6 separate regions of the Mus musculus genome follow, and regions 1, 2, 3, 5 and 6 are each linked to region 4. A link is a contact called in public HiChIP or PLAC-seq and promoter capture Hi-C data. All regions are on one chromosome and are shown on one strand. The core of a region is the stretch at or near the end of the contact, and the rest is flanking DNA. Distances in the headings are between cores, read along the strand shown. Region 1 holds the start of Fbxo31 (F-box protein 31). Region 2 holds the start of Cotl1 (coactosin-like 1 (Dictyostelium)). Region 3 holds the start of Cibar2 (CBY1 interacting BAR domain containing 2). Region 4 holds the start of Irf8 (interferon regulatory factor 8). Region 5 has its middle 22 kb from the start of Gm26747. Region 6 holds the start of Zdhhc7 (zinc finger, DHHC domain containing 7).

Region 1 (2,991 bases), core at 128-2,627, 840 kb before region 4:
AGTGAAGGCTGATTGACAGCCCATGAATGATAGACCAGAAGGGTTCATCTTGGAGCAGACAGTCTAGGGTCTCAGCCACATGCCCACAAAGAGCTTACCCTCCCCCGTGGGCATTAACACACGGGGACAAGAGGCAGCGTGTGCTCAGCTACACTTTTACACGATGTTAATATTATCAGGTAATTTAAGTCTTTTTTGTTTTGTTTTGTTTTGTTTTTTACATGAAATCTTGCCGCATAGCTCAGGTTGTCCTGAAAAGTCCCCACCCTCCTGACTCATCTCCCTAAGGTCTAGGATTACAGGCCACCAAGTGGAGCCTTTGCTTAATGCTATTGTTAATCAATCAACGAATGCATTAGGTAATATCTGTTTGCTTGTTGGGATAATTTACTGAGCGGACTGCTAGGAGGCACAGGGTCTCACGTAGCCCAGGCTGGCCGTAAAGTCACTAAGTAGCCAAGAGTGACCTTGTAATTCTGATCCTCCTGCCTTGATCCCCTAGCCCCAAGTTGGGATGAGAGACCGCCACGCAAACGGTTAATTTTAATAATAAAAAATAGGCGATATTGTTATATAGGGTCATTAAGGGCAGAGCTGCGGAGGATACCCCAGACTACTCTTTTCCTGAGAGGGAAGTTTCTAGACGCCTTGTGCTGCGCGGGGCAATGTGAGCTGGAGAGCAGGTTTGGGGACACCAGGAACTCCCACCTCACTGAGCACCAGACCTTTCCTTTTGCAACCAAGGTAATCTTGGCAAGTTAGTTTAGATGTAGTGTTGCTAGGCGACGGTAGCTTTGGTTTATGGTTTCCCTTGCCAGATTTTGTTCATGGCGAGGCCACCACCTGTGCAAAGGCCCTGGCAGCGAGCTTGCTGCTAAGGAGCCTCGTTAGCGCAGTAGGTAGCGCGTCAGTCTCATAATCTGAAGGTCGTGAGTTCGATCCTCACACGGGGCATCCTGCATTGTTTTCTTGCTTAAGGTAAAACCCCTTCGTTCTACCCTGTAAACGGGGTCAGAGGTGGGACTTGTGGGAGGGGTGTGGTCATGCTAGGAGCGGGGCTTTCCGGAGCTGAACCCGGCGACCCTCTTTTAGTGAGCAGCTGGGCGTCCTAAGTTTCTAGCCAAACGTTTTGGGGGCGGAGCCTGGAAATAGGGTGTGGCTCCATACAAGGGCGTGGACCTAACACGTAGGGCGGGGCCTACTGCTCAAGGGGCGGGGCGAAGCGTCTGGGTGGGGCTTGGAAGGGTGGGAGCGTCTAGGGGCGGGGCGAGTCTTCATGGGGGCGTGTGAGGGGTTGGGGTCGGAGGGCGTGGTCACGCTTGGGGTGGAGCTTGAGGAGCCTGCAAGCGGGACTACGGCTGCCTGGCCGCCTGCGCAGAGCGCTGTGCGTGCGCGTCCGCGTGCGCGCCTCCGCGGTGGTGACGGGCATGGCGGTGTGTGCTCGGCTCTGCGGCGTGGGCCCCGCGCGTGGGTGCCGCCGCCGCCAGCAGCGCCGCGGCCCGGCCGAGACTGCGGCGGCGGACAGTGAGGCGGACACGGACCCCGAGGAGGAGCGCATCGAGGCGGGGCCGGCGCGTTGCTCTCTGCTGGAGCTCCCGCCTGAGCTGCTCGTGGAGATCTTCGCGTCGCTGCCCGGCACCGACCTGCCCAGCCTGGCTCAGGTCTGCAGCAGGTTCCGCCGAATCTTGCACACGGACACCATCTGGAGACGGCGCTGCCGCGAGGGTGAGCGGGTGCATCCCCTAGTACGGACACTTGGCCGAGGCAGGAGCATGGTGTGGAGTTCCAAACCAGGCCTGCTGCAGAGTGAGAAAACCAGACAGCTAGCAGGCCAGGGCTGCAGAGTGAGATCCTGTTTTTAAAAATGTCAGACCCCGTCCCCCTAAACCAAACCTACAGCCCACCCTCCCGGTGCAGGAATAATGAGGACGCAAAGCGGCCACAGTCCCATTTGAAGGCCTTACGTCCGTGTACATACATCACGGTACTCAGCCTGAATGGCTTGTTGGTGTGTGTGTGTGTGTGTGTGTGTGTGTCCTGGAGGCTTGCTGTTCCGTGAAGGGAACATCAGGGATTCCACTGCCTGCATGTCACACAGGCTAGTGCTCTGACTGTGTGTGGGCTTCAGCCTTTTCTGTCTTCTGGCCACAGCACGCCGGAGACTGCTTTGTGCATTTTGTAGAAATGCAGGGGATTTACATCTATCTTGTGAAAACCTCTGGGGTGGTTCATCTTCGTGAGCCTGCACTTCTCCAAGTGGGATTGTGGGATGGCAGGCTGTGTGAGGAAGCGGTTTCCCCAGGTCCTCCCTGCTGCAGGGTTCTTGTGTAATTTCACGGTTGACATCAGGGTTCTGGCTTGTCTCCCCTTACCTTCGCACTGTGGGAAGTTGGGGTAATCTTACCCCACGTCTGAGTGGGATTGTGACTTGGGTAGGGGCTTTTATAATAAGTATGCAAAGCCTTCAGTCCTGAACATGACTGGTATGTCTGTTGGCCCAATGTAACGTCCTGTTTGTCTTTTGTCTTGTTTTCTTGTATAAGATCCTCAGTAGTAACCTTTAGTCGCACAGGATGGGTGATGTTTGTTTTCAGCTTCTGTCTGAGCACTGTTCTTTCTTTTTTACAAATTACTCTGTTACTCTGTTTATTGTTATTGTGTGTGTGTGTGAGAGAGAGAGAGAGAGAGAGAGAGAGAGAGAGAGGGGCATGCATGTCTTTGGAGGTTAGAGGACATCTGTTTCTTCTCTGGCAGTGGTCCTCAACCTTCCTATTGCCACAACCCTTTAATACACCTCATGCTGTGGTGACCCCCAGCCATACAGTTATTTTGTCGCTACTTCATAACTGTAATTTTGCTGCTGTTAAGAACTGTAATGTAAACGTCTGTGTTTGCCAGTGGTCTTAGGTGAACCGCTAATGGGTCCTCAGGTTCTCACCGCACAGGTTGAGGACCTCTCCTCTCTGGGTTCAGGGCATGGAGCTCAGGTTG
Region 2 (3,092 bases), core at 125-2,624, 900 kb after region 4:
GTGTGTGCGTGTGCAGATGCCTACAGAGGTTAGAGGAGGACATCAGATTCCCCTGGAGCTGTAATTACAGACATGGGTACTGAGAAAGAATCTAAAGTCCTCTAGCAGAGGATAAACCATCTCTCCTAATCTGAGACAGGGTCTTATTTTGTAGCCCAGGCAGGCCTGGAAACCAGTATGCAGCCCAGCCTGGTTGTCAATGTATAACCCTTCTTTTTTAACCTCTTGAGTTCTGAGCTGCCTGGTGAGGTACTGTGTCAAGACTTTTTCTTTTTTTTTTTTAAGGTGAGGTACTGAGAGAGAGAACCTGGGACCTCACAGATGCTGGCTCTTTGGGCCACACCTTCAGGCCTAAGGGTTTTCCTATCCCTTATACATGTTCCAGATCTTTTCAGTTTCTGTCTATGATCCGTTTTAGTCAATAGCAAACCAACAGTGACCTCTTTTGATGCCCGCCCTGGTTTCTGTACATCATTTCAGTTAAGGCTGAAGGCACCTGCTGAGGCTCCCTGAGGCTCGTCTTACCACGGGGAGAGAGCAGTCCTCTTGATAAGGTTTCAGAGCTTGCCCTATGGCTCGGGGCTGAGAATTACAAGCAGTTCTAGAGCTGGGCCTCCAGGGCCAGCCTTTCACCTGCCGGTAGGACAGATGGTAGAGGAGTAGTGAATGAATGACCCAGTAAGGGGGTTAAGGATGCCGCCCCATCCCGCCCCAGCACCCCACGTGACTGCAGATAGCCAGGCTACAAAGTCAACAGTGATTCTCTTTCCAAATGAAATGCTTCCTTCTTTCCACTTCTTCCCTTTCCAAATCCAAAGAGCAAACAAACACTGGGTTAGGGGCGCCAGCCTTGGCCAGCCTGGCTCATCTGAGTGCTGACTTAAGTTATTCTTCTGAAGGAGGGGGAGGGGTGGAGAGCTCTGCAGCCCAGCTCACTGGTAGAGGGAACGAGGGAGGAAGAGAGAATAAGAAGATTCGAGGGAAGATGCAGAGGAGAAGGAGGAAGGAGGCCTTAGGGAGGAGGGAAAAGGGGCTTGGGGTGGGATAAATAGGAGAGATGAGAAGGCGAACAAGGTAGAGGCTGAAAGAAGAGGAGAACAACGGCGTAAGGGAAGGAGAGGAATGGAGGGAAGGAGAGAGGGAAGGAGGAAGGAGAGCGAGATCGGAGAACACAGAAGGTGGTGGAAGAAGCGAGGGGCTGGGGCCCACGGAGTGGGGAGGGAAGAAGGCGGAGGAAGGGAAGACGAGGAGGAAGGGCCCCCCTCCAGCCCTCCGCGGAGTTGCGCAATCCGCACAGACTGGGATTGGCCGCCGGATGTGCGAGACGCCCCGCCCCCGCCTCGCCTGACCAATGGGAGCGAAGGGGCGTGGCTTTCACGGGAGTGGAGTCCCCGCGCGCGCTCTGGCTCTGCAGTAACCGCGGGCCTCTCTCCGAGGACCTTAGCTTGCTGTTGCGAGCGGCCACCTCCCCTGCCCACTCTCGGAGCCCGCTCGACTCTCGTAGCGGATCAGGGACGCGTTCACTGGTTCCGGCAGTGTCCTCGCGGCGGCCATGGCCACGAAGATCGACAAGGAGGCGTGTCGCGCGGCGTACAACTTAGTGCGGGACGACGGCTCGGCGGTCATCTGGTGAGCAACGCCGCGGGGCCGGGGAAGCCAGTAGTGACCTGCTTCGTGCCGCTCGCCGCCGCCGCTCACCTATGTTTCTTTTCTTCCTCCAACCCAAAGGGTGACTTTCAGATACGACGGCGCCACCATTGTCCCCGGCGATCAGGGAGCAGATTACCAGCACTTCATCCAGCAGTGCACAGGTAGGGCGACCCTCATGAGACCTTTTGAAAGAGGGTGGGCACCCTGGGCAGCGAGCTGCTGGGCGTCCAAGCAGCAGCAGATCTGGGCTGGGGCTTTGTTTGTTTGTTTGTTTTGGTTTTGTCTTTGTGTTTTTGGAGATAGGGGCTCACTATATATCCAGGGTGACCTCCAACTGGCCATCCTCTTGCCCCAAGCGTCTAGTACTGGTAGGGTGGGTGTGCACAGCCATGCAAAGCTCTGATCTGAGCTTTCCAAAGTCCCGAGTGTATCCCTCCCCCACCCTGCCCCCAACCCCTGTGGACATCACCATCAAGTGACCCGAGGAGATTCCTCCCCCGGTAGTGTCAGTCGGCTTCTTCCGCTCCCGCACCCTGTGGTCCACTGGGTTTCCAGGTCAGAAGGGGCAGTTCAAACTCCACCCTCTCTGATTGGTCAGTGAACAATAAACGCCGAAGCCCCTGGGGGCTGCAAGCTAAAGGCAGAACCCAGGGCCCCACCCTCCTTTCTCCCTTCCATCTTTGTCCCTATCTGCTTCTGTACAAGCCTTTAATTTGAAGAGTACAGAAACACGCACCAAGAATGTGTATCCGATGTTGCTATACCAGGCCTGGATAAAGAGAAGCTGACTTGCGAGGTCCCAGCGGCCAGTTTCCTTTGGAGCGAATGGCCACTGGCTGGGGTGGGGCATGGAGAGCTGAGATTGCTCCATGGTTTGGTGTGGAGGAATCAAGCAGATGTGTGACCTTACTAAAAGCATCCCAGGGAACCCTAAGGTTTGTGTGTGTTAAGCTTCCCTGGGACATGTGGACCATGAAAGAACACAGGGCCTGAATGGCCACAGCTCCCGTAGAACAGCTCAACACCATTGGTAAAGAGATCTCTAAAGGAGCTGGTGTGCAGAGCAGCTCAGCATATTCTGGAAACAGAGGCAGGGGGATGGAGAATTGGAGGCCAGCCTAGGCTGGGCATCCCCCGTGCCTTCCGGAAAAAGAGCCTTTAAAGAGATTGGAAGTAAGAGACCCCGGGGCCTAGTGTCTCCTTAGCTTTGGAACCTAATGTCAAACAAAAGCAGGCCACCTAGGAGCTAGGGTGTGGACTCCTGGGAATGGCTGTGGGTTAGAATCCCTCTTGGGCTGCTTTCCAGCTGAGTGGGGTGGGGCCAGGTCCCTGGGGGTAGGGGTGGGGGTCACAGTTCCTCACCTGATCTCTTGTAGTGCTGCTGTGAGATTGACTGATCCCAAGTGTGTGTAAGTGTTCAGGACAGTGCTGGTCAGTCATTG
Region 3 (3,179 bases), core at 47-2,546, 560 kb after region 4:
AGTGACTCATCTGCTCAGCCTGTCTGCTGAGACCCCGTTTCCAGTAAGGCGATGCTCTGAGACCCAGGGTGGACATGTACTTTGGGGAGACACTTTTCAATTCAGCTAACACCTCAGAAGGGAGGGATTACGGACCAGGAGACACAGAGCATCATTCAGAGAGAAAAATCACAGGACTGGCACAGCCCCGGTAGGAGTTCAGGGCCATGGCTGCCCCTAAACAGAGGGCACAGTACCGTAAAGGACACACAGAGATTTGTGTTGTCTGGGGAAACCTGTCCCTGCCCCCCAAAAGGGGAGCATAACACATGTGCCACAGAGACCCAGCACTCAGGTGTGCTCTGAGGGCTCGCTGGACAGGGGACCCGGCTCCCAGTGCCCAGCCCACCTATCTCCTCATCCCTGCCGCAGGGGCTCCAGTTCCTATTGGGCGATTGTCTAGGAGACTAGAGAGACCAGGGCTTTGCTTTCAGGCCACACAGCAGAGCTGAGGCGTGGGGTTTGAATCTGAAGCAGCTGACCGTAATGTTTCTGCCTTACTAAGTGTTTAAAACAAATCCCAGCATGATGGAGCTGGGACGCACACAAAAAAACGACCCAGTGTGACAGGCGTCCCGTGGAACTATCAATATCTTGCCTTGGGTTCTCTGCCTCCACCACCAGGCCTGCTTTGCACCTTAAGTGAAAAGGGGAGTGGGGCGGGGCGAGTGGGGCGGGGCGGGGCGGGCGGGGCGGGGCGGGGGCTGTGACCCGCAGACCTCTCAACGTGTTAGTGCTCTGACGCTGGAGTCACCTTCCCCAAGTCTAACAGTGGGAGTCGCATACTCTGGGAAGCCCAGGACTGCCTGATTCGCTAGGCACTCCTCTGAGCTGCTGCCTGTCCCCCCGCACCCCCCCCCCCCGCACTCCTTTGGTTCACCTTCTCCGCTTCCCTTTACCGTCTACTCCCCCCACCCTCAGTGACACTGGCTCCCACGCCCCGCCCACCGGGCCTTCTGCCTTGAGGGTGGAGGAGACTCTACACAGCAGGGTCCAGGGTGAAGTCCCAGGCAAGCTCCCTTCGGGGATCTCCCTGTCCGTTCCTGGTGGTTACAAGCACTTTGAACCCCCAAGAACACCATATTCAAAGGCATGTGGAGGTTCTGTGTCCCACTTCCAATTCATTTCAGAGAGTGGTTAAGCCCCAAGGCAAAGCTGGCCCTCCTCACCCCGCAGGGGAGGCCCTGGTTGCCCAGCAACCAGCTGGGCTCCTCCCAGGGCTTGCCTGGGGATGGCCCGTTGCCTGGCAACCAGGCAGCAGAGTCCCTTGAGCTTAGCCAGACCACACAGCTGGGCCCAGTACTAGCTGCCTTCTCTCTGACTAGGGGACCCCTGGGGCCCTGTCCTTATCCTCCCCAAGATCCTGGCAGCAGGTGCCTCTCTCTGTCCACAATGAACGTCGTCCTCTCCAGGTGAGCAGCCTGCGCTGCTGGGAGGGGTATGCAGGTGGGATCCTCACGTTCTGCCACATCGGGGAGGAGGGCAGGTGAGCCCCCTGCCATCCCTTCTCAAAGTGGAGGGAGGGCTTGAAGCATAGAGGTTACCAGAATGCGATCTGTCGGCCTCACCTGTGCTGCGTGAAGAGCAAGTGTAGCCACTCTCTGGTCTGTTCCCTGCTTTTGCTTGCCCCCTAGGAACCCCTCCAAAAACCCAGGCCCCAGACCTTGACACTGCTCCCTCTAATGGCCCCAGACTCCCTGTCACCTGCCCTCCCTGATTGCCTTTGAGTCTCCCTAGGACTCAGACTTCCAGTGTCCTGGATGCACCCAGAATGCTCTTTAAAAGCTGGCTTCCAGCCTTACCCACGGGGCCTGCTTGCCTGTCTAACTGTGTATGAGTGACAGCCATCCTGGAGTCTGGCCTGCTGTATGCCCTTGGGCGGGATGCTTTGCATCTCTGGGCTTTTGTTTACTTGATTAAAAAAAAAATGTCAATAGCAACCTCTTCTAGGGAAGTGTGAGCGGAGCATTTGCAAACTACAAAGTTGAAGCTCATTAGCAGGCGTGAGACAGTGCTCCTTATGGGGTCTGCCAAGTGGCCACCACTAGAGGCCACAAGAGGGGCTTGGGTTCTAGAGAAGGGAGGGCAGCAAGGGACAGGAAAGACCTGGGGCTGAGGGGAGGGGACTGTGACAGGACGCCTCAGGAGCCTCCTGTACCCTTATGAAGACTGAGCACACAGGTTGTCACTAACGCTGGCTGTGGGCAGGATGCGGGGTGTGGGAGGCGGCATGAGCCCTGGAGGTGTGTCAGAGAAGGCAAGCGTGTGGCATGCGGTGGTCAGTGGTCTGCAAAGAGCTCTGTGGAGGAGCCCAGGGCTGGTGGGAGGGAGAAGGGACCAGGCAGAGGAGTAAGGGTGATAGAGAGCCCAAGTACTCCGCAGGGAGCTTGATGGGGTCGGATGGCATCGTGTAGCATCCAGTGACAGCCATCACAGCTGTCCACAACTCCCTATCAGAGCATCCTTGGTACCAAATGGACTGCAAGATGCAAGACACTGGGAAGGGAGTATAAATTAAGTATAAATTTAATTATGAGTATAAATTAATTATGTATGTGTGTGTCTCTAACACTGTGCACACTGTGCAGAGGACAGAGGAAGACACTGGGTGTCCCCTCGATTGCTCTTGCTTATTTATTGAGACAGGATCTCTCACTGAATCAGGAGCTGGGCTGGCAGATAAAAACTCAGGCATCCTTCTGTCTCAGAGCCCCACAATGCTGGAGTTACAGGTGTATGTGGGGGCCACTCCTGACCTTTTGTCTTGTTTAAGATTGTGTGTGTGTGTGTGTGTGTGTGTGTGTGTGTGTGTGTGTGTGTATTTTGCATTGTTTTGTTTTTTGAGGCAGGGTTTCTTTATGTAGTCCTTAGCTGTCCTAGAACTCTCTGTGTAGACCAGGCTGGTCTCAAAATCCCAGAGATCAGCCTGTCTCTGCCTCACCAGTGCTGGGATTCAAGGCATGCCTGACCACACCCAGTTCATGTTTTTAGATTATCAGTAATGCACTTAGGTATATACAGAGGTGGATTTGTGCACAGGAGTACAAGTGTCCGAGGAGGACATATTGCTCTGAGCTGCAGCTACAGGTGGTTGTGAGTCTGAGAACTGAATTTGGGTGTTTCTACAAAAACAATAGACA
Region 4 (3,406 bases), core at 43-2,542:
CCTGACAGGGTCCGGCTCTCAGCACCTGGACAATCTCCTCTATTGCCTTGGAGGCCAATCTGAGGTCCTAGACAGGCATAGCCTGACTCTCTTACAACTATGGACAATTAATGGTTTATAAACACGCTCACATGATTCTAGCTTCCTCTTCTTGATTTTGAGGCAGCATTCCCTGTGGGCCCAATCCTGCCTACAGCTAACTTACATCTAGAGCAACGTGTCTTAGGTCAGGCTTCTCACAAGGCAGGGGACAGAGGCTCGCCTAACACAGCTGTCAACATCTGCACCAGCCATGTTTGGCGGGGCTCACACCACACCGTAATCCCTTTCATTCAGCCCTGGGCCACAGTCTGACCACCACTGAACGGAAATCCATCACAGACCCATCTCTTTCTGGCCCCAAGCTTCCTCAGGGACACTGAATCGGTCCCAGTTCTTCATGAAGGAGCCTGCCATAACTTAAAGGGACAAACCTAGAACTGTCACGAAACTGCTCTTATCGTTTGACTTTAAAAGAAAAAAACAGGGCCATTGAGCACCTGGGCACCCCCCAAGCTCCGCCTGAAATCCTAACACTCAGAAGAGGTAGGCGGATAACCGGGAGCTCATTGGAATGAGCCTGGGCTACAGAGTGATACCCTGTATCAGAAACAAAACAAAAACAAACAAAACAGTGATCTACCATTTTAAGATTCTAGTGAATGGTTTCTATTAGTTTCTACCCCCTGAACGCCCTTCCCGGCTGTGGGTAAGTAATCTTTCTCACCAGGGGAAAAGTCTGCCCCTATAGCCTGGGGCCAAGCTCACAGCAAATCTGGTCTTGAGAGCTGTGTGGGACCCACACGGAAGACTTTCCTTCCGGGGCCAGCTGGGCCACTGGACAATCAGAGAAGTCCAGCGCCACTGGGCAATCAGATTGCCACTAGTCAGAATCAAAGCCAGTCGGTCCCTGGGCGAGCCCAGTCGCGAGCTTTGGATAGTTCATGCATGGAAGCCGGGCTGCCGCGCGGTGATTGGCAGATCTATTTCTCTTCATTATGAAGTTGGCCATCAGGCAGATTTTAAAGGGAGAGGTGTTTGTTCATTTGGTTGGGTTTTGTTGTTGTTGTTGTTGTTGGTTGTTGTTGTTGTTTTTGGAGAGCAGCCAGAGCAAGCACCTGCTAACGTGCTGTGCACTCCGTTTGGGCGAAGGTGGGAGAGCCACAGCCCCGGCCCCCGCGCCCACCCCATCGCGTCCTACCTGCCGCCGGTTCCCACGCTGCCCGCGCCTCCGGGACCGCCCGCGGGCTCCTGGAGGCCCGTACGCGCGCGCCTGCTTTTATAGATGGGGCGGGGGAGAAGGCGGGTCCCGCGCGCAGAGCGACGGTCGCGCGAGCTAATTGAGGAGCGGGAGGGGCGCTGGCGCGGCCCAATCAGCGCAGCCTGCCAAATCCGCCTTCTCTGAAGCGCTCTCTTTCCGAGAAATCACTTTTGCACGTCCCCGACCCCGTGGAGTCCTTTTCTCTCTTTACTCCGGGGGCGGCGGGGGAGGGGGCTGCCCCAAAAATGGCCGGGGGGCTGGGGCGTCTGCCTAAGGTCAAGGAGGCTGGTGATGCACGGATCATCCTCGGGGTGTCGTTCAGGTTTGGAGAGCCTCTGTCCCGGGCACGTGTCCAGGGGCACCCTGAGTGTCAGCTGCTCAGGCTGGAGTTTCAGAGCAAAGACCAGTCCCAGAGCTGCGTGCTGGGTGACAGCCACTTGCAGCGCGCCCTCCTGGATGGAGGATGACCGCCTGAAATTGCGCAGGAAATCTGGGAAACCAGGGGAGTCGCGAGCGCTGAGGCTGGGATGCCCCCAGGAAGGCTACGCATTATCGGTTCCCTTGTGTCCCCCAGTGATGTCAGGAGCCCGGTCGAGCCTGTTCCCAACCTGAGTAGGATGTGGGAGCGGGGAGCCTTAGGTGAGGGTCGAGAGGGACTTTCGTTGCAGGCTGCCCAATTACACACCTGCGGCCACGCTTACAGGACTCTCACCCGTCTGGCTTTTAAAATACTTAGGAAAACGTTGGAGCCGCGACAAGAATTTTTGATTGGTCCACAAATACAAGAAGTATACGGCTAGGTTTCAAATAAATACGAATTCAAATAAGGATTTTCCAAACAGAACCTTCTAACTCTAGTTTATCCTGATGAGCATTGTGGTATACCTGAAAGGCACTTAAGACATTACCGGGTATTAGTTCAATGATAAATACCATCCAACAGTCAAAAGCCAAGTGGAGTTCCCTGGAGCCAAGGAATTTCAAATGAAAACTACTTTTCAAAGCTCATTTGTTTTATTACTATTATTATTGGGTTTATTGTTTGTTTTCCAAGACAGGGTTTCCCTGTAGCCCTGGCTGTCCCCGAACTAGACCAGGCTGGCCTCAAATTCACAGAGATCTGCTAGCCTCTGCCTCCCAAGGGCTGGGATTAAAGGTGTGTGCCACCATAGTCCAGCTCAAATTCTTTAATAGTAATATGGGAGTGTTTTAATAAGTGTTTGCTGTGAAGGGCAGAGTCCAGAAGTCAGACACGCTCAGATTACTACAACAGACTCCTGTGTGCATTTATACCCCTTTCATTTCCCAAATAGGCACCTTATAAGCGTATGCAGATTTTCCTACTTACAAATATCAAAGGCACAGAACAGATCCCAAATGTCCACCCAGTGTGCCTGCCTCTTAGCTAAAGGTAGAGAGAGATTAGGGACACCAGCCCTAGCTTCTGGTCCTAGCAGCAGGTGTCTCTGTACACACTAGAAGACACCAGCCCAGCCTGCCTGACAACTGTCCTGAAGCCATATACATCGGGGTGTGAGTGGGGTCTATTTTTTTCTAACTGTTTTCCTAGAAGTCTGAAATAGCTCCACTCAGGACCTAAGAGAACCCAAGCCACCTACAATGGGCACTGACTCACAGCTGAATATTGATGGGGTCTTTGAGGGTGAAGCTATGAAGGTGGTGTCTCATGTGAGCCACGTGTACATTTCCCACACGCCAGCGATAGCCACTCAGGAGAGATTCAGTGTAGGATCTCCTGGCATAAGTCATATGTCGGGGGTGGAGCTAGGTCACATCACTGCATAAGAGAAGAGGCATGTGCAGGGCTTAACTAAGGAGAAGAGGCCCCGAAGTGTTCTAGAGAGTCCATCACCACCTCCCAGCCTCTCCAGAGGAGGCAATTAAACATGTCCTCCAGACCCAGTGTACTGACTGGTTCTCTGGGACAACCTGACACAACCTGGAGTTATCACAGAGAAAAGAGCCTCCCTTGAGGAAATGCCTCCATGAGATCCAGCTGTAAGGCATTTTCTCAATTAGTGATCAAGGGTGGGAGGGCCCAGACCATGGTGGGTGGTGCCATCCCTGGGCTGGTACTCCTGGGTT
Region 5 (3,333 bases), core at 728-3,227, 700 kb before region 4:
CACACTAATACACACATACACATACTCACACACATACATACACTCACATACACACATATACACACTCACATACACTTTCACACACATGCACTCACACATACACACACTCACATACACACATACACACACACATTCACATACACACGTACATACACACATACACATATACACACACTCACATACACACACTCAATACACACATACACACACTCACATATACACTTACACACACATGCACTCACATATACTCACACACATACACACACTCACACACATACACTCACACACACATATGCACACATACATACACACACATGTACACATGCATATACAACCCACTCACACACACACGTACACACATACACACTCGAGCACACACACACACACACACACACACACACACACACACACACACACTTCTTATTTATCCCTCGCCCCTGCAGCTCTTCCCGTGCCCCTGCCTGCTCCTCTGGCTTCTTTCTTGCTTCTATTTGGTCTCCCTTTAAAGTAACTTTTCCCTAAATAGATTTTTTTTTTTCAGACTTTGAGCTTCACCATCCAGAAAGCAGCATTCTTTAAAAAGATCATAAAAATACATGCCCACCAGAAAAAAAAAAGCCTGGGAAATAGAGACTCTGGGAGAAGACAGAAGCCTGGCCTGACCCCACACAGAACAACAGCGGTAGCTACATGCATAGAAATGCAGGATCATGTTGGCGCATCAATGGAAGTCAGGGCACCTCACAGCTGCTGGGGTGGCGTCTCTCTTTGTTGCAATCACAAGCAGTTGGGTTGACTTGCGAGTTCCCAAGAGGAACCCTGGGAAACCTGTCTTGAGTTAAACAGCCCCAGGCTCTGTCCTGCCTTGGAGAAGAGTGTTTGGAAGCTGTGCTGGTCAAAGTGTAACCGGAGCCCTCAAAGGGTTCCATCTCCCCAGCCCAGCTTCAAGCTGACCACTGCATTGCCTGGCGTGGAAAGAAGCCTGGTTGTCTAGGGACTGAGGACTCCTTGCTGATTCCATACCCCAGTGCCTGATGGGTCTTAATGACACAAGGTTAGTAAGACGATGGGCTATGACCATCTTCTTACTGTGAAAACCAACCTAAGGTACAGAGGTTAGTCACACAGCTAGGAAATGGTGATGTTGCAGTCTCTGCCCCCCCCCCCCCATTTTGTCATTGTATATGTATAGATGTTTTGCTTGCATGAATGTCTGTGTATCATGCGCATGCCTGGTGCCCAGAGAGGCCTGAAGAGGGAGTGGAATTTCCTAGAATTGGAGTTATAGCCGGTTGTGAGCTGCCGTGTGGCTGCTGGGGATTGAATCCAGGTCCTCTAGAAGAGCAGCCAGTGCTCTTAACTGCTAAGCCATTGTTTCAGTCCCGTGTTTACCTTTTTCTAAAAAAAAAAAAATATGTGTATTCACACACACACACATATATATATATATATATATTCCCTTGAGACATATACATACATACTCACACACATATACTCACACACATATACTTACATACATATATATGCACACACACACACAAGGGAATATATATATATTCCCTTGACATGTGGGGTTCCGGGTTCTCTTCACTCAAAGTTGCGAAGCCTTCACAACCCTAGAGTGTTTCAGCGAAGCTTGAACTAAGGAGTTCTCACCCATCTCTCCTTCCCATCTGAGGCAAATGTGATCTCCCAGACTCCATGGGCTTGCCCGTCCTGGACACTGTCCAGAAGGGGAATACAATAGGTATGGCCTTCAGTCACCAAAGCTGTGTTTGTGGCTTCTCAGCATCACGGGCCTGCCTCTGGTTGCTCTTCACAGGGCTTTCGTGAAGATAAAAGAAGCTCTTTCTCAGAATAGTTCCTTGGGTAGGATAGAATCTGTGAGAAATAGTTTGCCTGGTTGCCCTGCTGTTGAGCACACAGAGCAAGACCCAGCCACACGGGACCACCAAGACGACACGGACCGTTAGCTCCTGCTTACCACAGACTTCTGGAACAAAATTCTGGGTGGAGCCCAAAGCTACCCAGGGGACACTGGCAACTAACTTCTAGGAACCTCAGTTCCCAAGGGATGTGGCGAGGCAGCTTGGGCCTTTTGCTCCAGACTGAGCTGCCCACAGACACAAGGGCTGTGTGAGGTGCGATCCCCTTGGTCTGCTTCATCCAGCTTCCATGGGGCCTTCCACTGCAGGGCTCAGAAACTGAGCTCCGCCCTCCAGGTCCAGTGCCTCAGTTTTCCCCAAGGAGCTGCAGACTCTTAATGCCCAAGGGGGATTTCCAAACACAAGAGCTCTCACGGTGACATGGTTGCACGTTGACTTCCTGTCCTCTCATTACTGAGACTGCCCTGAAGTATGTCCCTCAGCTGGAGCCACTCTCATCTCTGGTCTGAGCCTAAATTGCAGGTTGAGCCAGTGGCCATCACTGGGGTCTGGTCGTAAGACAGTGTGTCTGAGAAGGCTGAGCCTGTGGCTCCTCTCCTGAAAGATCCACCCTCCACTGGAGAACCTTCGGCAAGTCTTTCATGGGTCAGACTGGTTTGTTTCCAGCCCCCTCTCCTTCCTCTCCACCAGGCAGTCGGGGGCATATGGTCCTTCCAGCCTCTTCAGCAAAAGGAGTTCAGGGAGCAGCCAGCCAGCTGCCTTGATGATGGGAGTCGGTTAGATTGCAGGGGCAGTGGGCTTCTGGAAGGTGTTGATTTAGAACATGTGTGGGCAGACCCAGAAGTCATCTCCCAGCCTCATGTCACTCTGGTGGCTGCTGACTTTGCTGTGGTCACTCCACCTAAACAGCACCTTATTTTGGGGATCAGTGCACACCGGGAAGAGCAGAGCTGAGCTCCCTGCACCCCGTTCCTCCTGTGCTGATGGACAGACCCAGGGGTAGGAATAGAGTCAGTCTTAACTGCCATGTAGCAACTGCCCTGTCAAGTGGCTGGGAATGGTGATGCAAACCAGGGCATGGTTTAATCTCCACTTTATGCAGGATGGTCTGCGCCATGCCTGGTCACCTGCCAGTGACCACGCTGGGGCATTTGTCCATTCTGGCTTGCACCAGGGCTCATGACTTTGCAGTTTTCCAGGTCACACCCTGAGAAGTGCTGGCAGAGTGAGCACGTACTGGTAGGGGGCAGGGTGAGGCCCAAAGGCTATGGGGGACATCCATGGGCCAGCCAGAGGGAGCCACTTCACACACACACCCTGACCTGGCCTGTGGGGCTCCTGTGCACACCCGAGCCCAGCCCTTGGCAAGCTGTGGGGAACACATGTGTGGAGACTCAGCCCAACCTTCCTGCTGGGCCCCAGCAGGCATGGAAAGGCCTTGTTTTTG
Region 6 (3,101 bases), core at 192-2,691, 630 kb after region 4:
TTTTTTCTGTTCCCAGGGTCCTTGAAGTCCCTGTCTTTCTATTCTGCCTCAATTCCATTCAGGTCCGCCTCAGTGAACTGCTAAGCTCATCGGGGTTACCTACAAGTGCATGGCTATTTAGAGGTGTATGGGTAACTGAGGCATTGCCAACACTGAGAAGTCCACCCTAGCATGGGAAAACATGCTCATGACACAGCCTGCAAGGCTCCAGAAAGTCTCCTCTAACCAGCAACAGTGTACTCCTTACATGATCCACAAGACCTCCCGGGTCTTATGGGTGTCCTGAGCCCCGCTTTCCATCCTGAGGAAATAGCTACCTAGGGCAGGCCAAACAAGAGGCACCTGAAAGGTTGGTACCATAGTGAGTATATGGATGCACAAGACGTAACCACAAAAGGGGCTACAGAGCCTGCGAGTCTGCTTAGAGGTGGTCCTTCCAGAAAACCTAGGTTTGGTTTCTTAGCACCCATAAGCCAACTCAAAACTGCTTACGCCAGTTCCAGGGTATCTAAATGCCCTCCTCGAGCATGCACGTGGTACACAGATATATATATGCGGGCAGAACACCCACAGACATAAGAATTAAAGAAAGAATTAAATAAGATTAAAAAGATGTAACCATAATTTTTCAAACCCAAAAGATGCTTTTTTTTTTTTCAAGATGGCATTACTATATAGTCTAGAGTGGTCTCGAACTCCGAATCCTCCTGCCTCAGCCTCCTGAGTGCTGGGACTTAGGCGTGCACTTCCATGCCTAAACTTAAAAGCTGTAATTTTGGAGCAGTTAATCTAATGCACCCTTATTTCCAAAAATCTGGCTCGAATAGCAGTTTCTGGGCGCGGGGACAGGAAACCCAGCGAAGATGGCGTGCGTACCCCAATGGGCTAGATCCCGGAGCTGTCATTATAGCCCTTTTTAGTATCACAGCACACCTTGCGTTTGCCAGTTTAACTACCAAACACTTCTCTGCCCTGGACAAATTGTGCTAAGTCTGTCAGGGGACTCAAGAGGCAGGGGACGGGTGAAGGTTATAAAAACACTCGTTTCTACCTCCGCAAAACTCTGGCCGGTCATCAGGAAGGGGTCGCAGCGACGCTCCAGCGACCTGGGCATGGAGGTGTGCAAGCCTGGACCCAGGAGTCCCATCTCCGGTCCAGGGCGCTGCCTCGGGCTCCCAAACGCCCTCTGGCTCAGTTGCTTCCACCCCCGCGCCTCTATCCTTCATCTCCGTAGTTCTCCCTCCTCCACCTGGCACCGACATCCTTAAAAAGAGAATCGGAGTCGCCACAAACTTCATCTATGTATGGTGCGGCGGGAAGCCTTATCGAGTGCTCTCGAACGGCAACGCGGCGTGGCCCTCGCGGCGCCCCGTAGGCACTGATTTCTCTTCCGGGCCACCCTTCCCGGGGGATCTCCGTTTAGTAGTCTTGCCGTAGATGCTGCTGCCTCTCCTCCAAGAACCGCCGAGTTCTTGGAAGCCCGGTCTTGGATGAAATCGCCAGAGCCTCCCCGCGATCCGCCTCCCGGAAGCCCCGGGCGGCGCGACCGGAAGGACGCAGGCGCAGCGTCTTGACCTCGGCCTGGTCCAGTTCCGGGGTCGTTCGGCTCGGCTGTGCCAGTTCGGCGTCGGGCTCCCGCTTCTGCTGGGGCTGCTGCCTCTCGCCCACCGGCCCGGCCGGCCCGAGCAGCGCGGAACCGAGCCGGATCCGGGTCCACCCGGCCCGGCCATGAGCGCTGCCGCATGATGCGTCGCCGCCCGCGCCGTTGCAGCCGCCGGCCACCAGGAGCCTCAGCACTGGGCGACCCCGCCCGGGCCTCGGGTGAGTGCGGGGAGAGCGGCGGCCGCGACCCCGGGCGGCTCCCCGCCGCCTCCGCGCTGCGGTCCCCTCGGGGGCTCTCCAGTCTCCTCTGCGGACCCCGCAGGATCGAGCCCCATTTGCACCTGCAGCCTTTTGCCTGACCTTGGGCGCTCCAGAGCTAACGTCAGGGTGGCTGTCATAAAGTGCTGTCACCGGTCTGCGAGCTGTCAAGTTTTTTTATGGTCATGCTTCGTCGCAGGTCTGTCTTCCCAAGGCCTCTGTTGTCTCTCTTTAGCGGGACTCTTCTGTTCTTTGCCGGTCTCCCTTCTCTTCCCCCCTGCCCCTGGCCATGGTGTTAGGAGGGTAGTTACCCGGAAGGGCATCTGGGATAATCGGGTCAGCTTTCAGGGCAATAAGGTTCAACTCTATTGAGCTGTCATTATTTCTAGAACTAAGTCCCTTCTAGCTATTAAATAGGCACATTTTATTAGCTCGTGAACAGCCAGTTTATTGTGGCAATTAAATTGGAGTAGTCATAGTTGCAGCAGTCTGCACTGTAGCGGCTTTCACTGGTGTGTGTGGCGCTGTCCAAATCCAAGCTACAGTCTGCTTTGCAATCAGTCCCCTTAGTGAGGGAGTACACTTGTGTTTATTTTACTGCCTTGGGAGAGAGGTCATTTATATTTCTTGGTAAATCTGCCCAGCACACCACTCTGATCTTTCCAAAGTTGTTTATAACTTTCACTTAATTCATGCTACATTTAGAAACAACAACAAAAAAAGATACCTTGTGATACTTGCCCCTGCAGAAGTGGTTAAAGAGAAAGGTTCTTGGAGGTATTTTACAAAATGGGCTAATGGGAGTGTTAATTTCATTTTTTGAACGTTGCACAAAATAGACAGGTTGGGGGTGTTGAAACTGTGTTGTGTACTCTGTGGAGTTACTGGTAAGGAGTTACTGGCTTCTGGGCTGAGAGTGGGAAAAAGTGAAGAGATAATTTCACTCAGAATTTGTTCAACAGCACTTGACTCTTGAGTGTCTGGGCGCTTGGTCGGTTGATATACTTAAAAATAAAACTCTAAGCTGGATGTAATGGGTGCACACCTTTAATCCCAGCATTTGGGAGGCAGAGACAGGAGGATTTCTGAGTTCAAGGCCAGCCTGTTCTACAGAGTGAGTTCCAGGACAGTGAGGGCAACACAGAGAAACCATGTCTCAAAACAACAACAACAAACAAACAAATTAGAACTCTGTGGCTTTGCTGCTCATCATGCCTTAAAATCAAGCCCTTTTTAAGAAT

What was found. Promoter capture Hi-C pulls out the DNA fragments that hold promoters and counts their contacts. HiChIP or PLAC-seq counts read pairs in DNA pulled down with a chosen protein or histone mark. Capture Hi-C pulls out chosen DNA fragments and counts their contacts.
Region 1: an H3K4me3 HiChIP or PLAC-seq map of bone marrow-derived macrophages shows a contact between it and region 4, with 4 times the contacts expected there. The contact joins the promoter of Fbxo31 here to the promoter of Irf8 in region 4. A contact is called at or near these places in 1 of 39 promoter capture datasets (the C10 cell line), 1 of 484 Hi-C or Micro-C datasets (Th1 cells) and 4 of 115 datasets of contacts at active chromatin or transcription factors (the 230-238 cell line, bone marrow-derived macrophages, embryonic limb bud and 1 more).
Region 2: a promoter capture Hi-C map of liver shows a contact between it and region 4, with 2.8 times the contacts expected there. The contact joins the promoter of Cotl1 here to the promoter of Irf8 in region 4. A contact is called at or near these places in 2 of 115 datasets of contacts at active chromatin or transcription factors (bone marrow-derived macrophages and memory CD8 T cells) and 1 of 9 other capture datasets (liver).
Region 3: a contact with region 4 is called in an H3K4me3 HiChIP or PLAC-seq map of neural tube, with 4 times the contacts expected there. The contact joins the promoter of Cibar2 here to the promoter of Irf8 in region 4. A contact is called at or near these places in 1 of 39 promoter capture datasets (embryonic stem cells), 1 of 115 datasets of contacts at active chromatin or transcription factors (neural tube) and 1 of 9 other capture datasets (pancreatic islet).
Region 5: a promoter capture Hi-C map of the SN4741 cell line shows a contact between it and region 4, with 3 times the contacts expected there. The contact joins the enhancer-like site here to the promoter of Irf8 in region 4. A contact is called at or near these places in 4 of 39 promoter capture datasets (the 3T3-L1 cell line, the SN4741 cell line, embryonic stem cells and 1 more), 1 of 115 datasets of contacts at active chromatin or transcription factors (large pre-B cells) and 1 of 9 other capture datasets (embryonic stem cells).
Region 6: a contact with region 4 is called in a promoter capture Hi-C map of embryonic stem cells, with 2.3 times the contacts expected there. The contact joins the promoter of Zdhhc7 here to the promoter of Irf8 in region 4. A contact is called at or near these places in 2 of 39 promoter capture datasets (embryonic stem cells and stem cell-derived epiblast-like cells), 3 of 115 datasets of contacts at active chromatin or transcription factors (bone marrow-derived macrophages, embryonic stem cells and memory CD8 T cells) and 1 of 9 other capture datasets (liver).

Annotation. Positions count from the first base shown.
Region 1 is chr8:121,577,192-121,580,182 of GRCm38.p6, reverse strand. Fbxo31 (F-box protein 31) reads left to right here and starts at 1,377. Exons shown (of 9, transcript NM_133765.4): 1 at 1,377-1,725. The coding sequence starts at 1,428. n-TMcat17 (a tRNA gene) reads left to right here and starts at 882; the gene lies at 882-954.
Region 2 is chr8:119,838,861-119,841,952 of GRCm38.p6, reverse strand. It overlaps Cotl1 (coactosin-like 1 (Dictyostelium)), which reads left to right and starts at 1,374. Exons shown (of 4, transcript NM_028071.3): 1 at 1,374-1,629; 2 at 1,729-1,811. The coding sequence starts at 1,553.
Region 3 is chr8:120,175,586-120,178,764 of GRCm38.p6, reverse strand. It overlaps Cibar2 (CBY1 interacting BAR domain containing 2), which reads left to right and starts at 1,296. Exons shown (of 9, transcript NM_001033980.2): 1 at 1,296-1,451. The coding sequence starts at 1,432.
Region 4 is chr8:120,734,244-120,737,649 of GRCm38.p6, reverse strand. Irf8 (interferon regulatory factor 8) reads right to left here and starts at 1,292. Exons shown (of 9, transcript NM_008320.4): 1 at 1,241-1,292.
Region 5 is chr8:121,439,360-121,442,692 of GRCm38.p6, reverse strand. No RefSeq gene overlaps it. Among named protein-coding and RNA genes, the nearest start is that of Gm26747, 22 kb to the right of the region's middle. Within about 2 kb of position 1,977, at least 24 of the 459 cell types and tissues checked have an H3K27ac peak or open chromatin away from gene starts, as enhancers often do.
Region 6 is chr8:120,099,812-120,102,912 of GRCm38.p6, reverse strand. It overlaps Zdhhc7 (zinc finger, DHHC domain containing 7), which reads left to right and starts at 1,441. Exons shown (of 8, transcript NM_133967.3): 1 at 1,441-1,821.